Regions from separate parts of the Mus musculus genome. Here regions 1, 2, 3 and 5 are each linked to region 4. A link is a contact called in public HiChIP or PLAC-seq and promoter capture Hi-C data. All regions are on one chromosome and are shown on one strand. The core of a region is the stretch at or near the end of the contact, and the rest is flanking DNA. Distances in the headings are between cores, read along the strand shown.

What was found. Promoter capture Hi-C pulls out the DNA fragments that hold promoters and counts their contacts. HiChIP or PLAC-seq counts read pairs in DNA pulled down with a chosen protein or histone mark.
Region 1: a promoter capture Hi-C map of second pharyngeal arch cranial neural crest shows a contact between it and region 4, with 7 times the contacts expected there. The contact joins the enhancer-like site here to the promoter of Irx3 in region 4. A contact is called at or near these places in 16 of 39 promoter capture datasets (the 3T3-L1 cell line, 3T3-L1-derived adipocytes, cranial neural crest and 9 more), 23 of 484 Hi-C or Micro-C datasets (the C2C12 cell line, adipose-derived mesenchymal stem cells, cerebellum and 12 more), 17 of 115 datasets of contacts at active chromatin or transcription factors (cardiomyocytes, craniofacial prominence, differentiating embryonic stem cells and 9 more) and 6 of 9 other capture datasets (adipose tissue, embryonic stem cells, embryonic tail and 3 more).
Region 2: a promoter capture Hi-C map of stem cell-derived epiblast-like cells shows a contact between it and region 4, with 4 times the contacts expected there. The contact joins the enhancer-like site here to the promoter of Irx3 in region 4. A contact is called at or near these places in 13 of 39 promoter capture datasets (the 3T3-L1 cell line, cranial neural crest, embryonic stem cells and 8 more), 1 of 484 Hi-C or Micro-C datasets (embryonic stem cells), 11 of 115 datasets of contacts at active chromatin or transcription factors (craniofacial prominence, differentiating embryonic stem cells, embryonic forebrain and 5 more) and 5 of 9 other capture datasets (adipose tissue, embryonic stem cells, embryonic tail and 2 more).
Region 3: an H3K4me3 HiChIP or PLAC-seq map of craniofacial prominence shows a contact between it and region 4, with 4 times the contacts expected there. The contact joins the enhancer-like site here to the promoter of Irx3 in region 4. A contact is called at or near these places in 8 of 39 promoter capture datasets (the 3T3-L1 cell line, cranial neural crest, embryonic stem cells and 4 more), 4 of 484 Hi-C or Micro-C datasets (embryonic retina, myocytes, palatal mesenchyme and 1 more), 6 of 115 datasets of contacts at active chromatin or transcription factors (craniofacial prominence, embryonic basal ganglia, embryonic forebrain and 3 more) and 3 of 9 other capture datasets (adipose tissue, embryonic stem cells and embryonic tail).
Region 5: an H3K4me3 HiChIP or PLAC-seq map of craniofacial prominence shows a contact between it and region 4, with 6 times the contacts expected there. The contact joins the enhancer-like site here to the promoter of Irx3 in region 4. A contact is called at or near these places in 9 of 39 promoter capture datasets (the 3T3-L1 cell line, cranial neural crest, embryonic stem cells and 4 more), 1 of 484 Hi-C or Micro-C datasets (myocytes), 14 of 115 datasets of contacts at active chromatin or transcription factors (craniofacial prominence, differentiating embryonic stem cells, embryonic basal ganglia and 8 more) and 3 of 9 other capture datasets (adipose tissue, embryonic tail and liver).

The regions. Positions count from the first base shown.
Region 1 is chr8:92,114,059-92,118,954 of GRCm38.p6, forward strand. No RefSeq gene overlaps it. Among named protein-coding and RNA genes, the nearest start is that of Gm24254, 77 kb to the left of the region's middle. Within about 2 kb of position 1,348, at least 20 of the 459 cell types and tissues checked have an H3K27ac peak or open chromatin away from gene starts, as enhancers often do. A contact at or near this core is called in craniofacial prominence and second pharyngeal arch cranial neural crest, where this site is marked.
Region 2 is chr8:92,214,053-92,219,157 of GRCm38.p6, forward strand. No RefSeq gene overlaps it. Among named protein-coding and RNA genes, the nearest start is that of Crnde, 140 kb to the right of the region's middle. Within about 2 kb of position 2,334, at least 13 of the 459 cell types and tissues checked have an H3K27ac peak or open chromatin away from gene starts, as enhancers often do. A contact at or near this core is called in craniofacial prominence, differentiating embryonic stem cells and stem cell-derived epiblast-like cells, where this site is marked.
Region 3 is chr8:92,237,927-92,243,337 of GRCm38.p6, forward strand. No RefSeq gene overlaps it. Among named protein-coding and RNA genes, the nearest start is that of Crnde, 120 kb to the right of the region's middle. Within about 2 kb of position 3,450, at least 3 of the 459 cell types and tissues checked have an H3K27ac peak or open chromatin away from gene starts, as enhancers often do. A contact at or near this core is called in craniofacial prominence, where this site is marked.
Region 4 is chr8:91,800,297-91,805,018 of GRCm38.p6, forward strand. Irx3 (Iroquois related homeobox 3) reads right to left here and starts at 1,358. Exons shown (of 4, transcript NM_008393.3): 1 at 669-1,358; 2 at 1-502. The coding sequence starts at 944. Irx3os (a long non-coding RNA gene) reads left to right here and starts at 3,040. Exons shown (of 4, transcript XR_003947581.1): 1 at 3,040-3,424; 2 at 3,517-4,547.
Region 5 is chr8:92,285,295-92,290,388 of GRCm38.p6, forward strand. No RefSeq gene overlaps it. Among named protein-coding and RNA genes, the nearest start is that of Crnde, 68 kb to the right of the region's middle. Within about 2 kb of position 1,712, at least 7 of the 459 cell types and tissues checked have an H3K27ac peak or open chromatin away from gene starts, as enhancers often do. A contact at or near this core is called in craniofacial prominence, embryonic limb bud and second pharyngeal arch cranial neural crest, where this site is marked.

The sequences.
Region 1 (4,896 bases), core at 98-2,597, 310 kb after region 4:
ACTCAAGAGCATCACTGCATCCGCGGCGGCAGGGACAAACATCACAGCCACAATACATTCCATGTTCTCTTCAAAGAGGAATCCCATTCTTGGGTCGGGAATAATCCAATTACTGATTCGGGATCCCCAGTGCTCAGCCATCTCTTTTAGACTAGTTTCGGACCGGGAATGTCAACTTTTCCCAGTGTCAGAGGGTTGGCTTTCTGGTTTAAAGCTTTCAAAATTGGCTTTAGAATCTGGGCATCTCAACCTCTCATTAAAAAGCCAGATAATTTATAGTCACGTCATTAACCCGCTTCCTCGGGCTGCCATGATAAACCTATCATTGGGGAGAGATTTCAACAAAACATTACAACTTCTTTCTGGGAAGGCGGCAGAGAAACAAAATTAAATAAATCAGGCCCCTCTGTGTCAATAAATGAAGCCCACAAGAAGTAAAGTATTTACTGAGGCTTAAGTGAAACAGAAAACATTTAAAGATCAAGAAAAAAGGAGGTAATTGTTCAGCCTGTCAGCAGGGGACCGCTGTGATAATTTGATCTGAACTCTGCTAACAAATGACCCAGCCCGTTCTTCTAACTTTAGTATCTGTTTATGCTCCTACAAATTGAAACCCCACCGCTCAGCTGCCCAGAACAGGGCTCGCTACAATAGCACATCGGCCGACGATTAGTTCAAGCTGGGGGGGGGATTAGCTGTCCATCCCAGGCCTCCGAGCCCTCCAGAATATTTTGTCTTTCCCTGCTGGGGTAAAAGGGTGCAGACATATGCAACCAATAAAGAAACAGGCTTCTATGGACTGGAGGTTGAGTGGAAAGAATGCAGAACAAAACTATAAAATAATAATAGACAAAGGGGCAGCGGGGACCACGGGAACTCAATACATCCTCTGCTAACCGAGGCCGGGCTGGAGCTGCAGCGTCCCCTCAAGATTTTAAAACGGAAGGAGGCCTGTTGTGTGTGATCTCCCAGCACAGGGCTGTGGGCCAGGCATGCCAACCATCAGGACTGACTAAGATCAAAAGCCTGATAAATGAGAGGAGAGGGAATGTTTGACCCACTAAACCATATTCTACAAGAATCCCAGGCTTTTAAAGTAATAAGAAAGGCCATAAATTACAGTGTCTCGGGTAGATCGTGATAGAGTCTGATGCACATGGATGTTGTTTGGTTATAATATTTTTAGAGAGCTTCATGTTCACGGGTAAGAGACGGCTTAGGCATCCAGGCTGTGTTTAGAATTCCGCAGTCTGGAGAGAAAGAGAGAGAGAGAGAGAGAGAGAGAGAGAGAGAGAGAGAGAGAGAGAGAGAGAGAGAGCCCACATTTGGAGAAAAGTAACTTAATCTTCCTGGAGTTTCAGGAGCTAAAAATGATACTTTGATGAAAAATAGGGTTGAAATAAATGAAGGGAAATTCAAAATGTCACTGCATGTCTGCATACTGCCTCCTTAGATCGCTATGAGGCATACTGAGGAACGGGAGCTTCCTCAGTGAAGTCCAAGGGCAGCCCAGAGAAGCACAGGGCACAGGGTTTGGAAGGCTTTCCTCGCCTGCTGAAGGCTGGCCCTGCTTGGTCAGTTGGCTTCTTCGAGCGGTACTCTGTGAGTTATACATCAGTTTCCTCATGTGTAAGGAATAAGAAGCTCTGTGTCCGAGACCTACTGCCAAAACGCAAGGAGGCACCGTGGATAATGATGGGGTAATTGCTCCATGAGTAACATGGAGAAAGCACTGCACAAGGGTTTGCTGATGCGGTTGTTACAGGTATCTAAATAAGAAGCTGACTTTTAGAAAGAAGATATGCAAGGAACTTCATCATCAACGCATTCTTGTAAGAAACCAGGAAGCTTATGGAAACAGCGCCCGAGTACAGAAAGCCATTGCCGATTTCTTACTAATTGGACTGTTTCATTGACCTTTATTCTAAACAGCTTCTGCGGTTCATTATATTTTTCAAGCCATTTCACCCAACTTGCTCTGAGGCAATGCAGGCGAGCTCTCCAGCAGAGGGCACTGGTCCCATTGGAAGTTGGGAAGCCATTTTGAAAATGGCTGCCTACACATCTCAAAGAGAACAACTTAATCCTAGCCACTGAGGTAAAAACATTGATATCTGTCTGGGAAAGTTTGTCTTCAGACTAAAAGCATCTCAAAATGGCAAGTGTTTTCTCTACTAGTTTGTTGCTGAGTCAAATAATTGTTTAGGAGAACCAAAAGAACTCCCGGATCTCTGAGCTGAAATAGGTAATAAGGAATGGGGGAAAAAAGCTTCGCTTTCAGCTTGTTTGCTCAATGGTTCTCAATTTTTAAAATTATTATTGTTGTTGTTGTTATTATTGCTATTATTTTGATGCTGGGGGACCCTTGGTGATGTCGGGAGATACACACACACACACACACACACATATATATATATTACTGTCACAGTTGTGACAGGGATGTAGAGAGTAGAGTTTGACACTGGCCTCTCTTGGGATGCTGCTACACATTCAACCAGAAACAAAGATGTTTGGATCAGCTCTATAACAAAGCATTGTCTGGCCCGAAATATCAATAGACTATGACTGAGGAAGTTTAGGAAGTGACAAGATTCACAAGGCCCTTCCACAAGTCTGTATAAGCAGCAAACACTAACCATCAAGAGAAGGCTCTGTAGTGGAGCTTTCTGCAGGCTGTGTGGGAGGCTCAGAGACTTACCTTTGGTACTTGGTCATGCGTGCCTTGGCATTTGGTGAGATAACTACCTTTGAGTCCATTGTGCCCAAGGACCTACTCACTGACTTAATGATTAGATTTGGGTAAAAGAGTATCTTTTATCTGTTGCTCATGCTCTCCTTTGGCTGAGTAGACATTTTTGTTCACTTCTCCCTAGGGAATGTCACACAGTGGGGATGTTGTTGGGTCAAAGTCTCAGCAAATGCAAATAGCAGTAATGATAAGCAAAGCTTTTTCTTCAATGAAAGAAAAGAGCTATATACATGGCTTCAATGTTTTAGTTCTATCCACCAGGGAAACTGGTAAGATGCCCAATATTCTTTTATCTACACAAGAAAAAGCAGACTGGAGAGTGAATACTTGGCATCTATATTTAGAATCCCTAAGAGGTGATGGGCATCAACACCAACAGCTTGGGAAAAGAAGTCCAGAACTACGGCTGTGTGACTCTGGGTAAGTCAAAGAAAGTCTCGGTGTCCCACTTTCTCATCGTTACATACAGAGTGATTCCTTCAGCCCTTCAAGACGGTGATGAAGACCGGATTAAATAATGCATGTGAAGCCAGATCTTCTTAGCTATAAGAGGGAGACCTGAGCATAGGTTACACCGAGGATTAAAATTAGCCAGCATGTTCGCTGTATACCATGATTGACATGGATTGCCTGACTTTAGTCTTCACCCCCAGTTACAGATGGAGATGAAGTGTACTTACTGCGCATCTATCTAGTGATAGAGCCAGGCTCGTACCATGAGCCCTGTACACTCTTAATCCCTAAGTCCCTCCACCTGTCTCTGAAAGGGGCTGGAGATCGGCAGACCCTGGAGAGCACCGGAACCACATTATTAATTTTTTAAATGGACGGCGGAGTCTCTGAGGATTCGGCAGTTTGCTTGTGATGAAGGATGAAGCTTGTATGGAATTGGAGGTGGGCCTGCATCCTGAATCCTGTTTCTTTCAGCAAAGGAACAGTCTACATCCCCCCGTCCCCTTTTTACCAAAGCAAGACACCATTTTCCAGTACAGAGTAAACACGGGACAAATCACTTAGCATGTGTGTCTTAATAACCCGACTTGACTGAGATGGATGGATTCACAGTCAGTCATCATCTAAGCCTATTAAATATTCTGGGAGCTGCCGTATAGATTTTAATGGATGTTGAAACACTGAGCCTGGTGTTTATGGCTCTTTTAATCTTGCCAGTTTTACTAATATGATTAGGTCAGGAACCATTTCACATAGAGACTTGGATGTCAAAATAGAACACAGAACTTTCCAGAACATTTTGTCGCTTCATTTCTTTTCAGTGGAAGATTTGGATCCCAGCTATGAGCTCATTAAGGAAAAAGCAAAACCCAAAATCAATAGTAATAAAAGATGGCCAGGCACCATGGCAAATATCTTTAATCTCAGCACTTGGGAGGCAGAGGCAAGCAGATTCCTGAGCCCTAAGTTCGAGGCCAACCTGGTCTACAGAGTGAGTTCTAGAATAGACTGGGGTACACAGAGAAATCCTGTCTCAAAACCACAAAAAACACATTTTAAAGGGCTAAAAACAGGACTTGTACAGGTCAAGCGACACTTGAGAGGAAGCTACCATTGTTCATTATGTGTTATATCCATTTTATTGTCAAGCTACATCCCTTTGGTGGATACAGGGACTTTATAGATTGATATCCTGGATACTCCCAAGTTTCCATGCATGGCGATCCCGTTGACACAGGCCAAGTATTCTCAGCCCTGGATCTTTATTAGAACATCTATATAGATGGTGAATGGTGACCACATGAGCTCAGTCTCCAGGGAAATGATTGAAAATGGCCAAATGCCATACTGGGAGTTGTTTGCCCTGGGAATGGAAAGAGAAATTTGTCAGAGGAAGTGAAATAGGAAATGGAGAAATCAAAGGGAGAAGGAAACAAGATGGAACTGAGCCCATTTTGGGAGTGGGGTGGGTGAGTCAACTTTGCCCTATTAACCCATGTGAAGCAAAGATTAGCTTCTACCAGTGGGAACATGGGAGTGAAGTTTTTGAACAGTGTATTCCGGCCACCAGCAGCTCCTCATTCCACTCTGCAGATAGACAGCAGAGAGACACTAAGGGAAGCCAGGCAAGATTCCCATAGAAAGTCCAATGACAAATGTGCTCATCGATCCCCAAGTGCCATTCCACCCACAAT
Region 2 (5,105 bases), core at 1,084-3,583, 410 kb after region 4:
GTGAGCCTCCTTTCGGTGCTTCTGAGAAGAGCGTGCCTCTGTTCTTTGGATTCAAGCTGACATCTGCACAGCTTGGGAGCTAGCTCTTCAGCATGATCAGTTGGAGGGTCTAGACAAAGGTCTAGCATTTTCCATGGAACTTCACAGTTCTATCCCCCATCCACACAAGCTCCCTCATTATTTCTGTAATGCTACTTCTAACTCATGACAATAGATTTCATTAGGACATTTTCATGCACGTACTTCTACCACCCGACTAATTAATCAATCCTGTGCCTCTTCCCAATTAGTCCTCCATCTAATATATACCCAAATGAGTTCTACTAGGGTTGTTGGTCTTCTTGTCCTAACTTGGTGTGTAGTCAGAGCTATTTTACAGGATAGTTTTTAGAATATTCAACAGGTCTGGGATCTATCTGGACAACAGGACTGTCTGGAGGAAAGAGTGTATTTGGGATAAGTGTTCATTAAGGGGGATTCTGTGAGTCTGTAGTCTGGGACTCTTGGAGGCTGCCTGAGAATCGCTCATGGTTTATGTGCTTCTGGACAGCTCAGCCACTGTGTTTTGATGGAGTAGCCTGGGGTCTAGGTCCCCGACCTGCCCACCCCCTCTCCCCCTACACACACACACACACACACACTCTGTGTTTGATCTGAACAAAACCGATGGTGAACGTGATTATTTTCACTCGACAGAATCTGAGCAAAGCGAGTGTTTACTTTTCAGCTATCTCCCAGGAAAGACAGACATTAGACTTCTAGGGTCAGATTAGTCACGTGTCCACAAATCATCAATGGCCAGAGGAATGGCATGGAATGGCTGGCCAGCTCGGGGTGGTATGTCCACCCAGCTGTATGAGCACAAGTTTTCCTGTTCTGCTTGTCTCAAGATTAAGAGAAGATGCAGGGCCTGTGATTGGAAGTCGCCCCACAGACCAGCAAGTCTAGCCTCAGTGCTCTCAGACACTAGTGGGCACTGGGGCTAGACTCTACTGAGAAAGAGCACAAAGAGGGGAAGCCAGTATTTTAGTCCTGTGGCTGTAGTAATCTGGGGATCATTTTAAAAAGAGAGACCTGAGGCTGGAGAGATGGCTCAGTGGTTAAGAGCACTGATTGCCCTTCCAGAGGTCCTGAGTTCAATTCCCAGCAACCACATGGTGGCTCACAACCATCTGCAATGGGGTCCTCTGGTCTGTCTGAAGAGAGCAATGGTAAACTAATAAAAATAAAAAGAGAGACCTATTTTTCACCTTTCCACAAACTGACCTGAGAGATGATGGTACAGGTGTAAGCCTATGCTGAGGGTTTCAGAAGTCACATAGACAGCAGGATGTTACTTCAATGATTACTAAATGAGTTTCATTAAATTTCAAATTATAGCCAGGGGGGTCTTTAAATCAAACACAGGCATGCTGACATTGCTCTCTGAGTTCCTCTCCACATCTCTGTACCTTTCACTGCCTCCTGGACGGTACCTGATGCTTAATAGATGCTTCTGGGAGGAGAGAATCTTCAGTAAGGGAGCTTGCAAAGGGTTGCCTTGTTGTGGACCAGTATCAAGTTGTATGAGTCTTGCAAACTGCTTTGAAAGATCCAACACACCCCGTAGTTAGGAAATGAACACATTCCATCACAGGATATTTTACCAAAATAAGCAGGAGCACAGAACTGCAAAAGACAGAACACCCCCACCCCACCCCACAAAGCTGCAAAGATACTTGTGTTTAAAAGGCACGAGTGCTTGGGGGCAGGGGGTGAGGGTGGGTGGGGGAGAAGAGTAGAAACAAAGTATTTTCATGTGAATCCCTTCTCTCCTCCTTCATCCTTTCTCCTCTCCTCTCCTCTCCTCTCCTCTCCTCTCCTCTCCTCTCCTCTCCTCTCCTCTCCTCTCCTCTCCTCTCCTCTCCTCTCCTCTCCTCTCCTCTCCTCTCCTCTCCTCTCCCTCTCCTCTCCTCTCCCTCTCCTCTCCTCCCTCTCCTCTCCTCTCCTCTCCTCTCCTCTCCTCTCCCCTCATAGACTCTCCTCTCCTCTCCTCTCCTCTCCTCTCCTCTCCTCTCCCTCCCCTCCCCTCCCCTCCCCTCCCCTCCCCACCCCTCCCCTCCCCTCCCCTCCCCTCCCCTCCCCTCCCCTCCCCTCCCCTCCCCTCCCCTCCCCTCCCCTCCCCTCCCCTCCCCTCTTTCTCATTTTTCGGAAAGTAGCTTTGCTAGACCTCCAAGCCCAGAGCAATAATGGCAGCTAAAAATCTTTTTAAGTGCCTCCCACAAGGGCCATAGGGTAGGAATCCCAGAAGAGGTCATTCAAAGCCCCTCGGAGGGAGAGCTGGTTCCTTGAAACTTGAAACTGCCCGAGCGCTATCACTTCAAGGCACACAGACTAAGAGGATTAAGGTAAGTGTCCCTCCTAAGCGCCTGAAAAAACAAAGCTTGTATTTTAGCATTACAAAGGAGGGCACATTTATATAGGTTCTGCAGGAGGCAAAATATGTGAAGACTTTAAGGCTGCTGTGGGTGAAGAACAGCTTTGAGCACCAAAAAGGCAAATCTTCCCCGAGGTGGTGGTGAAGGGGGACAACGCATTCCTGCAAGATTACCCACTGTTTCCAAAGACCCAGGCTATAATTGAGGTTAACCCAGAAGGAACAGCAAGAGGCACAGGAGGTGGAACCTCATTAAACCGAGTTTACCATGTGTACTTGTGATTGGACAAAGAGTGGGACCCCTCCCATTAAAAAAGAGGGACAGTGGGGCGCATTATGGTGTTTATCAGTCAAGTCGATACAGATAGGGAACCCCATCTTTCATACAAACCAACTTCCAAAATGGCTTCAGACTGACTGCCCTCTCACTAAATCTGTCTCCATAGAAGCTTGGTTAAAGCAATGATGAAATGTGCACAGAAATAAACTCGAGGCTGTGACTACATTTGAAATTCTAAAGGAGCTTATCGATTTGTGAAAACTGTACATACTTGTGGTACTGTACCTTCATCTCACTCATTACATGGAACAGATATCCTCCTTGTGCAGCCTGGACTTCAGATTGATCTCTTCAGCAATTTTATCTTTGACATTTTATTTTGTTTTTTGAAACCCAGAGTCTCTCCATGAAGCCTCGGTGGACCTGAAACTCACTATATAGCCCAAACTAGTCCCAAGCTTGACATCCTCCTGCCTCTGCCTGTCCCCTGACCTCAAATTAAATATTGGCCTGAGAGATGACTCAATTGGTTAGGCACTTGCCACCAACCATGATGCCCTGAGTTCAATTTCCTGGACCCAAGTGTTGAAGGGAGTATACACACACACACACACACACACACACACACACACACACACACACACACACACACTCATACACTCGTAATAAATAAATGTAGGATTGGGTTTGTTTGTTTGTTTGTTTGTTTGTTTTTGGAACACTGCCTTTTTCTCCTACAAGAGAAACTAGATACAGATTTATCAAATTATATTAAAAAACAAAAACCTTAAGCTAGTGTGGTGATATGTTCCTGTCCTCCCAGCCTGGTCTATGTAAGACCCCATCTCAATAGCAACAAACAAGCCAATGCTAATTCTGCCTAAGGAAAGAGTCGTTGGTTTGGCTTGGCTGCCAACTGCCTTCCATGTGGCAAGCAGCTCTGGCACTGGTAGCCATCCGCCTCATTCTTCCTTTGTTCTAAGAACAATAAGGCATGGCAGAGAAGCCCCTGGATTCACCAAGACATTCAGTGATGCTTTGATTGGGTCCAGCTGAGGCTTTGTAGATGGTTTGGCCTTGTTGGCTCTGTGGCACAGGACACTCATGTCACCTTAGAGACTCTCTGCACAGAGGAAGATAGCTCCTTTCTCCTGCCCAGCTGTTTACCCATCTCAAATAGACATGCATCTGTACCTTGAGGCCCTCATCAATGATGAGTGGGTGACTCTTCTACTCTACATCCATGGGCAGAAGTTCCTGCAGGTGAAGGTGGTCGTTGTTGGGTCCAGTGTCCTTCATCTTCCTGAGTTATCATTTAAAACGGGGCGACTATTACAGCAGATTGTATATTTAAATAAAAAAATGGGTGACTCATCTCCCCCTAGTCTTCTCATTTGGAATATTCCAGGGGCTCAAGGCAACTTTTGAGGCAGCTTTCACAACAAGGATAGGAAGATCTTAAACTAAGACATTTACCTTGTGCTTTTGTTTTCTTTTGTTTTTGTTTGTTTGTTTTTGTTTTTCAGACAGTTATTCTTTTTAACATTTTGAGAATCTGCTCCTATTTTCTGCTCCAAGTTCAGTTAAGAAAATTAAGACCTTATCCATAGAACTAGAAAACTCCAGAACGCTCAGGAAACCTTCTTCAGTATGCTTCCATTTCTGACTAAGCCCCTTGGTGCTGCATGCCACGTAATCTTAAACTCTTTCCTTCAACACTTTCCAGGTTAAGTGTAGCCTAATGCAGTCAAAGCCATAGAGTAAAATCTCATACAGTTGTTCCCCTTAATTCCTATTGGTGGATAAATAACCTCAAGTACGGATCAATACATGTTCTGGGGGGTGACCGAGTGATGCGGTGAGGTGTAGTTTCATCCCTTCTTGGATCCAGATAGCATCCACCTGATGCACAGCCTGCTCCTACCTCATCAAGGTGAGGTCAGGCCATGTAACCTTTATGATGTGGGAAAATTTGGTGGACTTGAGACTTGCAGAAACCTGCTTCTTCCCATGGTTCAGCCTGGCCTTGGCTTCTTCACTCATCACCCAGAGAGCACACGGGAGGACGTGATCCCAAGAGGCAAGTTGCAGCCAAATCAGGTAAGGCTGTGCGTGACAGATCAGAACTTGAGTTGGGAAGGGCTAGCTGGCCACGTCACTCTCGCCACCTCGCAGGGTTACAATCTGACCTTATTCCGAGAAGTGATATCTTTTATCATTCACATTTTCTTGAAGAAAATGAAATCCTTGGAGTTTGATTTAAAACGTTAACCCCAGGGCTGGAGAGATGGATCAGAGACTGCTTTTCCAGAGGTCCCGAGTTCAATTCCTAGCAACCACATGGCAGCTCACAGGCACCTATAATGGGCTCCGATGTCCTCTTTGGCAGGTGTGCATGCGGATAGAGCA
Region 3 (5,411 bases), core at 2,200-4,699, 440 kb after region 4:
GGCCAGCCAGGGGTGTTTATAAACCAAGCATGTGTCCTCTGTGTGTGTGTGTGTGTGTGTGTGTGTGAGAGAGAGAGAGAGAGAGAGAGAGAGAGAGAGAGAGAGAGAGAGAGAGAGAGAGAGAGAGAGAAGAGAGAAACAGAGAAAGAGAGAGGGAAGAGAGGGAAGAAAGGGAGGGGAGGAGGGGGAAGAAAATGAATTTATAAAAGGAATCTCAAGGGTTGTTTGTCTAACCACTCAGTAGAACTACGTGCATCTAGTGGGTCTATCTTTGGCAGTTCTGAATTGAGGAAGCAGGAATTACAATGTCTGGTGTCTGTCCCTGCTGGCTTGTGGAAGGTAGTAGGGGAATTCCCACCTTCCGGCCCTCTGTAGTCTAAGCAGTCAAGTGAAAAACACTCATGGAGCCCTCTGGGGATGGGAGATTCAGCTAATCTACAGACCATCCAAGCCCGCTCCTTCTTAAATTGTAGTCTTTAATCTGTATGACTTTCATCAGTGCATTCCTAAGATCATGTTTCCCTGAGCATCGTGTTAGACTGTGTGGACACCTAACTAGCCTTAGTTAGAGGTGGTGGCATGGTGCCCCACGGTTCTTGAGCAAGTGAGAGAAGATGGTTGTATTCTTCCCAATGCCCCCATGCCTTCCAGCCTGCTCTGACTGTGTCAGCCTCTACTGGGCCCCCATCAGAGATTCCACTCTGCTAAAGAAGCAGCACCCCAAAGATTGTCAGTGATGTCACAGAGCAAGAATCGGTAGGATCCCCGATGTCTGGGGGCTCCTCTTCCAGCAGGGGTTAGGGCTGCCCACCGAGGTGGTTCAGATGGAACCTTTCTTCTGTCTGGCTCTCCTCTGGCAGGAGCATTTGCATAGTATGGATTGAGCATGCCCCATTCACAATGGTTAGGACTGTTTCTTATTGGGGGGGGGGCATCCCAATTTGGGAGACTCCCAATTTGGAAACACCTGTACAGATTTTGCTGGCTGAGCATCCCTAGCCTAAAAATCCAAACTCCAAAATGACCCCAAACTAAATATTTTTGAGAAGGCTGGTACATCCCACCCTGCTCTATCTCTGCCCTTCTTTGCCTCATTTGTAACAACAACAACCAAAGCCAATCCAAGGCTGGCTAGATGTATCTGGCAGCTAAATTTCATCTGAGTTTGGCAAAGGGAGGTGTGAGGTAGCTGGAGAACGGGGTGGGGTGGGTGGGGGTGGGAACGGGGAGTGGGAGGTTAAGTTGAAGTTTCCACTCTTTCCATGTTCTGGGTCACATTCCATGGGAGGTCACCTTCTGTGTCCAAAGTTCCTTGCAGATGACCTGTTCTTTAGCATTCCAGATCTCACTGATACTTTTTCTTCCTTTGGGTTGTCTCAATTTCTTTTTTTTCTTCCCTCCCTCTTCCTCTCCCTCCCCTCCCTCTCATCCCTTTTGAAACTGAATTTCACATAGCCAGGCAGATCTTTAAACTTGTCAGCCGAGGGTGCCCATGAACTTCTAGCTGACCTACCTTGACCTCTCAAGTACTGAAATCATAGTCACGGTCCCATGCCTGCTCTTCCTTTGTCCCTTCCCATTCTGGAGTCGTGACAGCCTCTTGCTCTTGCCAGGATCTAAATGCTCCCCCTCTCTTCATTCCTTTAACTCTGCCCACGTCTCTCTATTATAGTCTTGAACTGAAATCTGTTTTCAGCCTGATTCTGGCCGAATCCCTCACTCAATCAAGAGATATTTATTGAGTACCTACTGTGTGACCGATGCCATCAGGAAAGGAGTGAGCAAGGCAGATAAGGCTCTTGTTTTCATGTAGCCCACACCCAGTGGGTACAAGACGATGAGCAGTGGGCGCTTGTGTGATGGGCATCTTCAAAAGGATGCTTTGGGGGGAGGGCTGTGAATCTGGGCAGGTGGCTTCCAGGTGAAAAACAACAGCCATCTATGTATGTAGCTAAAAGAAATCTCTAACTCATGAGTGTTTGCTCTCATAGGCAGAATCTAGATGTAAAGTACAGATATGAAAATAAAGGGGACCATTTGGGAAGGACAAGGGAGCAGTGAGAGAATTGAGCACAGGCAGGAGAAACACGAGGAGAGCACACAATGTACTCACGTGTATGAGAATGTCAAGATGAAACCATCATTCCTGAAATTAATATATTTTGATAAAAATGTATAAAGTGCAACAATAGTGATGTTTCCCTTCGAGGTCTTCCCTGCCTTGGTTCACCACAGACACCAAGTCTCCATCTTCCCAGCCAACCAGGGGCACGATCATGGACATCTTCCCAGGCAGGTGGCATGGAAATGTGATGGGAATAGTGAGGGAGGAGAGCAGGCCACACTTGTGCCCTGAAGGGAGCAAGAAGACCAAGCCGTCCCGAATCTAGAACCATCTAGAATTTCCCCACTTCCCATCAAACGGGCTCTATACACTTCCTGTGATTTCCCCTTCCTTCCAAAAGAACTTCTGTGTCACAGAAAATATTACCCCTAAGTCTAAAGGTAAAGGGAAAGACATGACCAGATTAATACATCATGAAAAAAATTCACATAGTGCATTGGTGGATCAATTAATTGTTCATGGCAAACAGAAAGATATCGCTTTGTGTGTGTTAAATATTAACAACTTGAGACAAGAGGAGTCCACTGTGTCTCCTCTCTGAAGCTTTCTTTGTCAATGGAATGTACTTCTGTACAGAAGGAAAAGATAGTCTGGAATGTGATCGTCTTTCTCAATAAAGGCCAGAGAGGCTCCCCACGGTCCCCGAGCCTCCAGCAATCAACCTAATCATAAGCGACTGGAACCAAATGGATTCAGGCAGCCATGCTGACTACTGAGTTTAAAAGTTTTATATATCAAGAGTCTGAATGCCAGCTAAATCAAAACCTTTCCAGGCAAATCAAAGGGCCATCCCCCCCCCCCCAAGCTTCTGCCAAAGGCTTTGCTTCACCATTTGCTCTCAGTGCTGTCTGGAGGCCGCGGCTGCCGGTTGAATCTGGCCTCGTCCATACATGTTCCATTACCCTCCTCGGAAAGTGGTCCACCACCTTTACATGAAGAGCATTGGGGTGGGGGTGGGGGCATGGAGTGAGACAGAAAGAAGCAAAAACAAACTGACTGATTGCAAAGCCAGCTATGATGTCAGCATCAATTAATGTTTCCCACAGGCACGCTAATCAGCTTCATGACATAATAACAGCTTCCATTACACCGGTGGGACTTCAAAGTTATTCCAAAGATAACATAACACAACACTTCAAGCCCCAGGAAACTTCCACCACGCTTTCAGATGTTTTATAAAGTTACCGATCTTTTCATTGCTGGGGGGAAAAAACCGAAAGGAAACAGAATATTGAATTTGGGATGAATCAGGGCTGGAAAGTGACTTCATTACAAATTCCAAATGTTCAAAGAGATAGCGGCAATTACAAAGCCACAAGGGGTCCCGTTGAAAAGCAGCTTGGTGGCAAACTTGTCTCAGGCAGGCACGAGGACACAGTCTCCAATTCGGAAAAAGCAAAATTTGAAGTCCCCGTGGAAAGCATTGTGCCTAGTGCTGAATGAACAAGAAACCCAGGTCTCCCAAAGTGTGAGCTCCTCGGCTTGACCCTCAACTACAGATCTGTCAGTGAGAGGAATATTTGATGTCACTAAGAGGCCAGCCTTCATCTACCACATAGAAATAACCACCACACCTACTTCCACGTAGAGTTGGACCAAACCAAGGAGTGAGGTTCTAGCGCTGTGTCAGAATGTCTTCTCCCGTTACTTTCCTATCAGTAAATATGTTACTGAACAGCACTCGGTTACTGGCAACTCTCTCTCTGTCTCTGTCTGTCTGTCTCTCTCTCTCTGTCTCTGTCTGTCTGTCTCTCTCTCTCTCAGTGTGTGTGTGTGTGTGTGTGCGCGTGCACTCACAGGGAGAGAGAGGAGAAGATGGAGGGAGAAAGTGCTAGCTCACACCGAAGGACTCAGGGGCAATCTCTGGAAGGCCTGGCACAGGCCTGTCTAAAAGCAGATGTACCAGGCAGACCTCTGTGTGCCAACAGGGATTCCCTTTGAGCATCTGACAGTTATACGAAGAGGAAAAAGGAGCGGCTGATACAAACCTGCCTGATACCAGCTGTTCCTCTGGCCCATTCACCTCTCCCTGTCCCTACCTCAGCAGTTCCTGCCCCTTGGTGCATGAGCAGCTCTGAGGGAACTCTACTGTCAGATCTCAGCAGCCAACTTCAACATCGGGGCCACAGAGAGACCGAAGAACAGGGATAGCAGGGGGTTGCCACCCTCTTCTGCAGACCCATTGACTGCATTCATAGCCGTTCCCCTTGCAGGACCTCCTCTCAGCCCATGGCTGTTAGGCCTTTGGGTTGCTTGAGGAATGAGCAGTAGACAGTTGCCACCTGTCCTTCACTGTGAGTCGGAGTGGACACAGCTCCTGTCTCTGCTGTCAGGGATGTATGGAGGGCAGTGTCTGGATGGGGCCCAGGACTTAGGAAGTATGCTACAGACCTACATGGCAAATACAAGTGTGGGCAAACCAGTGAGTGACAGAAGCGAGAAGCAGAGGAAAGCGAAGGATGTAAAGAGAGTCAAATAGAACCTGGAAATGTAAGAGAGCTCAATTCCCACACAAGACATGTGGTGGTGTCTCCATGGTGTTCCATGCTGAGCTGGCCTAGTGGAGGCTCTTCCACCATAGGAAGTCCATTCACAGCTGGGATTTTGTCCTAGACTTTGTCTCAAAGGAGGGGTCTCCAGTAAGCTGGTTTTCTGTTAGCCTTTGGCAGCTTTACAATGGATGTCAATGTGAGCTTTGACTTGGAGTCATCTCTTTTCTTCTCTATACAGTTGTATTTTTTTGTTGTTTTTGTTTTTGTTTTTTAACTGCATAGAACCAAGGAGAAAGAGGGCTAAATCAGAGAACCGAGTCCTCAGCATCTCCCTGAGCTCTGAGCATCCAACTTGCCTGGAGCAGAGCACAAGCTAGACTTGATGCCCAATGCATCATCTCAGAACTGTGGGATGCTGACTTTCTGCAGACACCGTGGTCCCCCAGGCCCTGTCCTGAAGTAGTGTGTACTCTTGAAGACAGAGGGGAAACAGTACAGCTTAGTGTTTACAGGGCTAGAATGTCTGAAAACCACTTTGAATTGGCTCAGCCTGACCATTGACCTTGGCAAGGGCAGGCCAGGTGGTGTCAATTCACTCAGTCCCAGTGTCACACTGGCCCACTTCTAGTCCATCACTGCAAACACCTAGAGAGCTTGCTGAGTCCATGGAGTTGCAGAACTAGACACTGAAGGAAGGTCCAGTAGATGGCTCAGCTGGTAAAGGCTGCCCGCCTGCTTTCTGTGCCTGGGATCCACATGATAGAAGAAGAGACCCAATTCCTGAAAGTTCTTCT
Region 4 (4,722 bases), core at 108-2,607:
CCAAATCGATCTCCTCATCCTCGTCGTCGTCGGCCAGCCCCTCGCCCCCCGTGTCCTCCTCCTCTCCTGCGAGCTCCTCCTCCTCCATCTCCAGCTCGCGTTTGCTCTCTTCCTCGTCTTCCTCTTCGTCCTCCTCCTCCCGCTCGCTCCCATAAGCATTGCCCTCCTCGTCCGTGCGACTACGGGGAGCCCACGTCATCTTGTTCTCCTTCTTGAGGCGCCGGCGCGCGTTGGCGAACCAGGTGGACACCTGGGTGAGGGTCATCTTGGTGATGATGGCCAACATGATCTTCTCGCCCTTGGTGGGGTACGGGTTCTTGCGGTGCTCGTTGAGCCAGGCCTTGAGCGTGCTCGTGCTTTCCCGGGTGGCGTTCTTGGGACGGGACGGGTCCCCGAACTGGTACTGGCCATAGGGGTAGAAGGCGGGGTGCGGGTGCGGGAACGCGGCGGCCGTGGCCGGATGCTGGACGCCAGGGCTGTCCTTCAGCTCATACTGAGCGCCCTGTACGCACATGGAAAAGGAAGGGGACACGCGCGCAGGGAGCGCGAGTGAGCTCCTGCCGTCCCCACCTTTATCCTCCCGCCGGGACCCCAGCTTTCTTCTGCACGCTCACCTTGCCCCACACCCCAACTCCAACCCCTCTCTCCCGGGTTTCTCTGGCTCTTACCAGCTGTGGGAAGATGGGCAGCTCCGTGGCGTAGGGCAGGAAGGCGCCGTAACCCTGAGCGGCGGCGGCGGCAGCTGCGGCAGCGGCGTAGGGTGCCCCGTACACTGATGAAAGCACATTGGATAGGGACCCAGAGGCGGCCAACTCGGAGGCTCCGGCGCCGGGACCGCTCCGGCCCCCAGCGCTACTGCCGCCTCCACCGCCGCCCGCAGCTCCCGGGCGTTCGGGTGGGTAGAGAGGGCGGATGTACTGGTATCCGAGCTGGGGGAAGGACATGGTGGCCCGCGGCGCACCTACGGACTGGGGGCCCGGACCCCCGAGCCGCCGTGCTCAGCTCCGGACCCCGGCTCCGGAGCGCATCGGGGGCTGGGCCGAGCCCGGGCCGCGCTGCGTCGCGCTCCGCGTTCGCCTATTGATCTGCTCCGCGGCGGGCGGCGGCGGCGGCAGCGGCGGCAGCGAGGAGTCAGGTCAGGTCCGAACAGATTGGCCGAGATTCCCTGGGCTCCGGGCTCTGATTGACATTTCTACGGGGCCTCAAGCCCCTCCTCTCTGCGCAGCACTCCCTCCTCTAGGCCGGGCGAGCCGCTCTGCGCTAGGCGCTCAGTTCTGCCCTCCTCTCCGGGAGCTGTGTCGCGCCTCGCTTCCTTCGCCCTCCTCTAGTTTACACTCTCCTCCTGTCCTGTCCTCTCCCCTCCCCTCGCTGCGTCCCCCCTCACCCCACCCCTGGCCGCTTCCGCTCCCGAGGCTCCTTCGCAGTCCTGGACGCTGGGAAACTGCGGTTCTTTTTGCTCTTTCTGTTTCTCACGGTTGCTTTTGCTCACCTTTCTGCTCTCTTCACTTTTCCTAGTCTGACTCCTCTCTTTTAAATCTCTTTACTCTCTCGTTCTCTCTTCCCCTCTTCCCCGGTCTCCGCACCCTGAGCTAAGGCGGCTTAAAGTTGAAGACACTTAGAACGCTGTGCGGGGGGTGTGTGTCCGCGTCAGTGTCTGTGTGTCCGTCCCCGCCCTTCCACCCCCTCCTTCACCCTTCCCCAAATCTCGAGTCTGACGTCGCGCCCTCTTATTCGACTTTTCCCTGCGTCTCCTCCTGGAGTCGCCAATCACCCGGGAGCCTTCTGGGCGAGGCGGCCCTCCCCCGCGAGTACAGAGCGCCGGGCGGGGCGGGGCGGGACTGGACTCAGTCTCTTCCCGCCCCCTCCTGCCCGCACTCGGAGGGGAGAGCCGAGACCACGAGTGGCGGCTTAGTACAGGGTCACCTAGCCCCTCAGGTCTTCCAACTCCTCAATTCTCAGCCCCCTTCGAAGCTGTAGTTCCGGGTTGGGACAGGACCCTGGACCAAGGCAGGCTTCCGGGGCTTCCCGCCCTCCCCCCCCCCCCCCCGTGGCTCCCTTTGCACTTTTCAGCTCTGGTCCCTAGGTCGTTCTCCAAAGCCTAAGCCTGCAGCTAAAAGAGTGAACGTGCTGCCTGGGAGTTGGGAGTGCTGCCTCTCCGAGCTTTAAAAGACCTATTCTGTGCTGGGTGGGGGGAGGGCGGGGGAACCCCGCAGTTTGCTACATTTACACCTCCAGGGTACCTTGTTGAGAATCCTCACAAGAAATAGTGAGTTTGGCGCCTAGGTGGTCTGGTGGAACAAGCAAGGAGTTGGTGGAGCTCCTGGCTATGGAGTGGGGGAGGAGCAGAGAAACTTAGAGCCTAGGCTCTGGGAACTTTCCGAAAGCTCTTCCGAGAAGTTTCTATGTTGGTGTGATTTTTTTTTTTTTAATTGCGACCATTCATTTCACTATCCCCCTCCCCTTTCCGCTCTCTGGTCCCCAGACCCAGCGTTTTTCTTTTGGCGAGAATTCCCCCAGAGCCGTAGAGAGTGTGCATTGTGGGGGCGGGGAGCAAGACTTTGGTTTTATGGTAGGATATTTCCTAAATCTAACTTGAAATGTGAGTGTCCAAGTGCCCACCGTCACGGATTAGTGTGTGCAGTGGAAAGTCATACTGAAATTCCCGGGATAGCTGGAGCTCCCAGATAAGGCTGTAGCGGCGACCCACGCGCGGGCCAGGCCTGCTGTGGGCCTGCGGACTGAACAACTCCCCGGCTGCGATTCTTCAGTAGAGTGAAGAGCCCTAGCTTAGAGGCAGAAAAACCACCCCAAGGGCCTCCGACTGAACTAAGAATCAAACCGGAACTCGCCAGCTTGGAGGAATCTAAGGGTCCCGGGCTGGCCGGGCTCTAGTGTGAATACAGTTAGGGAATGGATTTCTTTCTCCCTGGCCCTGGCCTCCAGTTTTGACCCCCATGTCCCACCTCTGGCTGCATTCCACTGACCTTAGGCTCCAGGAGGTACTAACTCAGAAAATTAGTGGGAGAAACACAAACAGAAGTTTGGGGAGCTACCAAGTCTAGGGTTCGATGTCAGCATGTGGGGTCTTCCTAAATTGAATCTGTGCAGCTTCTCTGTGGTCTCCTGGTCTCCTTGCCTGGTGCTGGAGGTTGGCTTTAAGGTGAGCCTGGACAGAGGAGGCATAGTAGGATCAGCTCAGGCCTTCGAATGGCTTCCCCGCAGCCTGATTCCGTTTCTGGTTAAACCTGTCACAGGAAGCCAGGGCTCACCTGCTCAAGCAAAGGTCTTAGGGTTGTAGAATAGAGGTGACATTATTTTCCAGGATCTTTCCTGTGTATAGGATGGTGAGTCTTTTAAGACAGCCGGGACGACCTACCTACACAGAACTGGACCAGACCAATGGGCGACAGAGCCAGATTGCAAGGTGGGCGAAGGGGTTTCGCTGTACATGTCTGGGCAAAACCACGAGTATTTCATTCCTTTTTGTTTGTTTGTTTGTTTTGTTTTGTTTTTCAGAAGGGAAAGAAAAACAAAACGCAACACCACACAACAACACCACACAAGAGCCTCTGAGATGCTCCTTCCTTCCTTACTGCATTAACCAGCTATCGACCTGGTTGTGTCCGATTGCGATGATGGGCTGAGAGAAAGAACACCGGAAGAGCCAGGCTGTTCTCAGGAAGGACTCACGCCGGCCACGGGGCCGCCCCTGGCCCAGAGGGTGAACCTCTAGACCCAGGCATGAACCTAAGAACCTCGCTTAATTAGATTCCTCCAGGCATCCCAGGCCTGGAGTAGAAACAGCTACCAGTTACCCCGTGACCAACTGGGAAGAGCTTTGGTCTGGCCCTGAAATCAGCAACCCACGCCGGGACCCAGTATCCCAAGCGACTGGAGTCACTGCATGGCTCTGATTCCTCAACAAGACCAGGCCAGTGGAACTCAGCTCTTAGACTAAACTCGCGAGTCCGCGGAGAGCTGAAGCTTTTCATGGGATTTTTAATCCAGGAGATTAGGTCAGACAGACAGATTCGCACAGAGAGTGAGGAGAAGCAGGTGCATCGGGAGTTGATTGGGGAAAGACCTGAGCGCAACAGCAGGAGACCAGCAGGAGCTTCTCCCTCACCCCCTCTTTCTCCCAACAGGCACAGTGCACAAAGCGCTCGCCGCGGACGCTCTGTGGTCTGGGATCAGGGCGCCAGGAGCATACAGAAAAGGTGTACGCCGAGGACACGTGGCGCACGAAGCTGTGCGCGCTGGAGGACAACTACAAGGGGTGCCCTATGTGTAGCCAGAGGCCCACCAGCTTCGGGGTCGGACACTCCGAACCACCAGCCCCCATCTCTTCCCTCCCCTGGTCCAGCTCCCCGATGTGCCCGTGCCCCCCGTCGTTGGGAGCTTCTGCAGCTGTGTCTCCCAGCTCGGACAGAGTTCACTCCTTTCCTCCCAAGGCTCAGAGTCCCCCAGAGGCGGTGCGGGCTGGCTATCCTTCAGCTTCTTGCAGAGGCTGCTGCGTACGCTCCCCCCCCCCCCAGCTGGGGTTACAGGTTAATGAAACGCTCGTTTTCCTCAGTCATTTGTTTTGTTTTCCTGCAAAGTTCTGATAAGTAGCTAACCAACGAAGCTTGTAATTACAATCTTACAGAAACCGGGCCGATCTGTATATAAATCTCACCATCCAATTACAAGATGTAATAATTTTGCACTCAAGCTGGTAATGAG
Region 5 (5,094 bases), core at 462-2,961, 490 kb after region 4:
TAGCCAGGGGCTGGCCATCCTAAAGTGGTGAGGAAGCAGCGGTTGTCGTGAGGGAGGATATGGCTAACTGAGGAGAAGCCATCAAGGGATATTGAGTGTCTGGTGCCAAGCTGCCAGCTTACACTCTTAATACCAACCAGGACTAGCTAGAGGATCTAAATGGTCTTCCAAGGCTTCTGGAGAAGGAGATAGAAAGGGCCATAGAAACCGAATAAAGCTGGGACTTCCTGTGTTGCAGTCGGCTCAGGGCTTACAGCATTATTTGAGGATTAAAAGGAAATCCTGCCCCTGAAGCTGGTACGCTGGGGACATCTGGGTTACATACAAGTCCAGATAGCGTCCCATGTTATATGGAAAAACACATGCCAACCCAAGAGTCGATTTTTCCCCCTTTTATTTCTTTGATAAAGAATGTCTGAGCACATTCCTTATTTGTCATTCTTTGTTTTGTGGTCCTCCTACCCAGTGTGCTCTGAGGCAAGGTTGCCTGCATCCCTCAATGGAAGGATGGAGTCAGACAACAGTTTGGGGACCTAGATCTCCCACTAGGTCCAGGACCCTGGGAAAGGTTACTCCACTCCCTGAGACTTTGCCGTCGTTTAGAGTCACACTGGAGAATTACATGACATAGGGATGAGATTGATGGCAAGCATATGACATCTGTACTCCCTTGCACCAGCCCCCATTTTAAAAAAAAAGAATAACAAATCTAGGTGTGGCAGACACAGTCTTCCCAGTGGGTAAAGGCACCTACCACCAAGACTGCTGTCCTGAGTTCAGTGCTGGGAGTCTACATGGTAGAGAGAGACAGAGAGATGATTCTTGAAGCATATTCTACAGCTGTGGTTCTCGACCTTCTTAATGCTCTGTCCCTTTAATACAGTTTCTCAGACTGCACACACCACCCCCAACCATAAAATTATTTTCATTGCTACATCATAACTGTAATTTTGATACTGTTATGAATCATAATGTAACTATCTGACGTACAGGATATCTGATATGTGACCCCTGTAAAAGGGTCATTCAAACAGCAAAGGGGTCGCGACCCACGGGTTGAGAACCTCTGCCATGTGGCCTATTATAAACCAAAGCATCCTTTCCCTGAGATAAATAAACCATTTCTTTTAATTATTGGTATAGTGGCAATGATCACAAGTTTAAAGTCAGCCTGGGATACATAGTAAGATGCCATCTTAAAAATAAGCCAACAACAGAAAAGATAAACAGAAAACTATAATTTAGATGTGATTCATCATTACACTTATATTCATCATCATATGTCATACTGATTTTCATTTTATTATATTATGACAACATACTATATTTTATAATTCTTGTCGTTGTAATACCTGGCCAGGAGACGTCACAAGGAAGGTACCTCATAGCGCTCTCTCTCTGTCTCTGTCTCTCTCTCTGTCTCTCTGTCTCTGTCTCTGTCTCCCCCCCCCCTTCACTTCTATCCCGTGTCCAAATAGAAAATTTCAAAACCTCCTAGTGGCAAATTAAAATTCAAGAAATAAAGCAAACGCCAAGGTTCCCAGTGCAGTGACTTCTCTAACAGCAGGTTTTACTTATGGCGAATATCACTTTACTGCTTTTAACAAACTTCAAAGAAAATGTTGTAAAGCCATTCATTCTACATGTCTGTTTCACATCAGTCACAATTAGATCCCAGCCTCACTTCTCTCCCCTTGTTAGACCTCATAAATCCTGCGACTAGAGTGCCGAATGTGGATCACATTAGGAGTCGTCAGAAGTGGCCTGAGAGATACGAAGCACTCGAGGTCACCCAGCCTGGCACATCGAAGCCGAAGGAAGCTGCCTTGAAGGTGGATAAGCCATCCAGCCCATCTCAGGGCCTTAGATCCGGTCCATGGGGGGCGCGTAGGTTTCCAGAGCCGCAAAGATGGTGTTCTGGCAGCCAGAGGAGAAAAATGCTCTAGCATAAGAGATGCTTAAGTGCCCAGGGTTTCCCGGTGAGAGACCCTCACAGAATCCCAGCCTCCTCTGTCCCCTACATTTGCATCCTGCAGAGCTCTGAGTTCAGCTCCTACCCATCTAAGGAACAGAGATGAAACAGCACTGAAGCCTCTCTGGCAGCCACTTCTCCTATCCCTCCCTCCGATCATGACCCTTTCCTCCCACGCTGTAAAGTCGGGGAAGCTGCTCATCAGTGGCGAGCAAATTTTTTTCTATTTGAAAAATGCAGTTAAAAGAAAAAGCTGTACGGCCGCAGAAAACAGACTCCTCGTACTACGTGAAAGAGCTTAGAGGGTTTACGGTTATCACTCCCGCGGCGTTTATAAGATCACTGAAATTCAGGGTTGCTCATTTATCCTGCCCTGGCTGCTGCTTCCCACGTGTGGCTTTTTTTTCCCTGATAACCCCAGTTTTATTCCCTTAGAGGCACCAACAGTTGTTAAAAAGAAGTCTTTTTTTTTTAATAGAAACATTTCCAAAAATGTCCCACATGTTTGCCAGCCTTTTAAAGTAGACTTTCTTGAAATAGAATCTAGCCGTTCTTGCAGGTCAAGCTATGATTTCTGCTAAGGCAGGGGGGAAGCAGGATGTTGAGGGTGCTCTCTGATCCAGATAGCCCAGTGTTGCCATATCAGCCTCAAGACCTTGGGCAGCTGCAGGTCCCTAGCCACCAGGATGCTCCATCCACAGACATGGGCTAGATCGCATCCGAGGCATGCCGTGAGGGTGAAGTGACCCTCTACTTATTGAAAGTGTTTCAGATGATGCTTTGAAGATGACGTGTGTTTAAAAGAAAGAGCATAGTTTAAAAAATGTAATAAAATAAAATTATAAGCAAAATTCAAGGGTAATAAAAGAGTAATAAATTAGTGGCGTGCACTGCTGTGATAGAAAATGGCTTCAAAGCCCTGCTGAAGGCAGTTGATTCCGTTTAAATGGCCCACGAGCATAATAATGCTTCGTTATTATGCTGAGTTCCTTATCTCTTTGCATAGTTCAAAAGCTTCCTTTGAACAGCCTGTAGCATCTGCCTCCTCACAGGGTCAGCGTCCACCTGGGGAGGCACCCACCCCAGCAGTCGCTCCTAAGAACCTATTAGTTACTGGGGCGTGCAGGGGACAGCTTGCAGAAATGTGTGCTCCCTCTGTCCAACATGTGGGCTCTTGGGATGAAAACCAGGTTGTCAGGCTTGTGCTGGCCAGCATCCTTACCCAGGGGACCATCTAGCCAGCCCAGATGCTATTTTTAGATACTTGGGCACCAAAGCACATGTCTGCTCTACCAACTCTCAGGAGGCAAGAGGATCACAAGTTCAAATCCAACCTAGGCTGTATAGTGAGACCCTGTGAGACAGACAGAAAGAGAGGAAGAGAAAGGAAGGGAGAGCGATGGCAGGGGGTGGGGGAAGTGTTTTATTGTTTTTTAAATTAGCATATAAAGTAATGGAATTCCTTGTGGGATTTTCAGAATACTTTGCTTTTATTGGTTCCATCCCCCTACTTCTTGGCCCAGGGCTCCCTCACTTCTGATGGCTCCCTGCCTTCCTCCAGTGGATCCTCTTCCCAATAGCTAGAAAATGGAACCAGTCTAGATGCCTCTCGACACATGGATGCATAAGGAAGATGCAGTGTATACACACAGTGGAATTCTATATGGCTGGAAACAGAGGTGAAATCATGAGTTTACCAAAAAATAGATGGTGTGGCTTTAGGTAGCCCTTTCTAGTTTGCATGGCATTGTATTAGTCAGGATGGTCTAGATTTGCTGCAGAAACAAAAAGTCCCCGTCCTTGAAAGTCATCACTCATGTACTTTGGGTGCTTGACTTGGTCTCATGAAGGGTCAGTATGGACACTCAGGTGCCCACGCTGACAAGCTCCACCTTAGTGTGTGCGCTTTTAATACATGGTCCTTCTTGCGGGGAGGCACATGTTGTGTGCAAAGTATTGCTGAGCACTGGAGATGGTATCGAATTCCATGGAAAAGGTCCTTGGGAGTGAGTTATAGGCAAGTGTGTCTTTTTCCAAGGAGGCCTGTTCCTTTTCCTTTTCTTCTAGCTGACTGGTGTGAGCTGCCATTTCTTCCACATGGCTGCTCCCGCTGCCCAGATACTCTACTTGCCTCAGGGGAACCAGCCGAACAGAGACTGAAACCTCCAAAACTCTATAAGCCAAAATAATATTTTTCCCCCTTCATTTGTTTCCGTCAGACATTTTTGTCACAGTGAAAGCTGACGGACACAGTGGATACTTCCCATGCATCTGCTTCTCCCTTTTTATATAAAAGACTGATTCAAACCAGGTGACTGCTCGCCCAGATCACAGAGTGGCAATGTGGCTAGCTAGATATTGAAGTCAGAGCTGTCCCACAGTGATGCTCATGTTATTAACCAACACTTCCATCTCCCAGAGTGCCAAGGCTGCAAGTAACCTTGAGATGGGCAGGATATATAATTGTTTGGTCTGTGCCATTTCTCCATCCCAGGATGGTCAAAATCCCCTGTGTTCATCTGTCCCCTCCACTGCTTTCAATGGAGAAAATGGACAAGTATTCACGGTGAGTTCTTGGGGATCATGCCAAAAGAGATTTCTGGACACTGCACAGGAAACATAGTTCTGGATTTTATAATCCTCCAAAAGAAATTCAAGTATCAAAGAAAATAAGCATAAGTTAGTTTATGAAGGCAAGTTAGCACAATATAATCATTTGTATGTGGTACAGACTGAAAGACTGACTATTGGTATAAGAGGAAGAAACTTTGGAAGCTGTAAGGGGTTGGTAAGATGGCTCAGGAGGGAAAGGGGCTTGCAGCCAGGCTTGACATGTTGAGTTCCGTTCTCAGGACCCACGTGGTGGAAAGAGAGAACCAATTCCTTCAAGTTGTTCTCTGACCTACAGGTTTACACACCCAGACAGACACACAAATAATTAAATGTAATAAAATCTTAGAAAAGTTTTCACTTATTTCAAACAAAGTAGCAGTTGTCTCTGCTCGACCTCCACACCCACCCTTTCCAGTCAACTCTGGTCTCCCAGTGGGTGTGGCAGCTGTGTACACTGGGTAATATTCTAGCTCACTTATGCAAAGGACAGATATTTTCCTCTTGCCTTT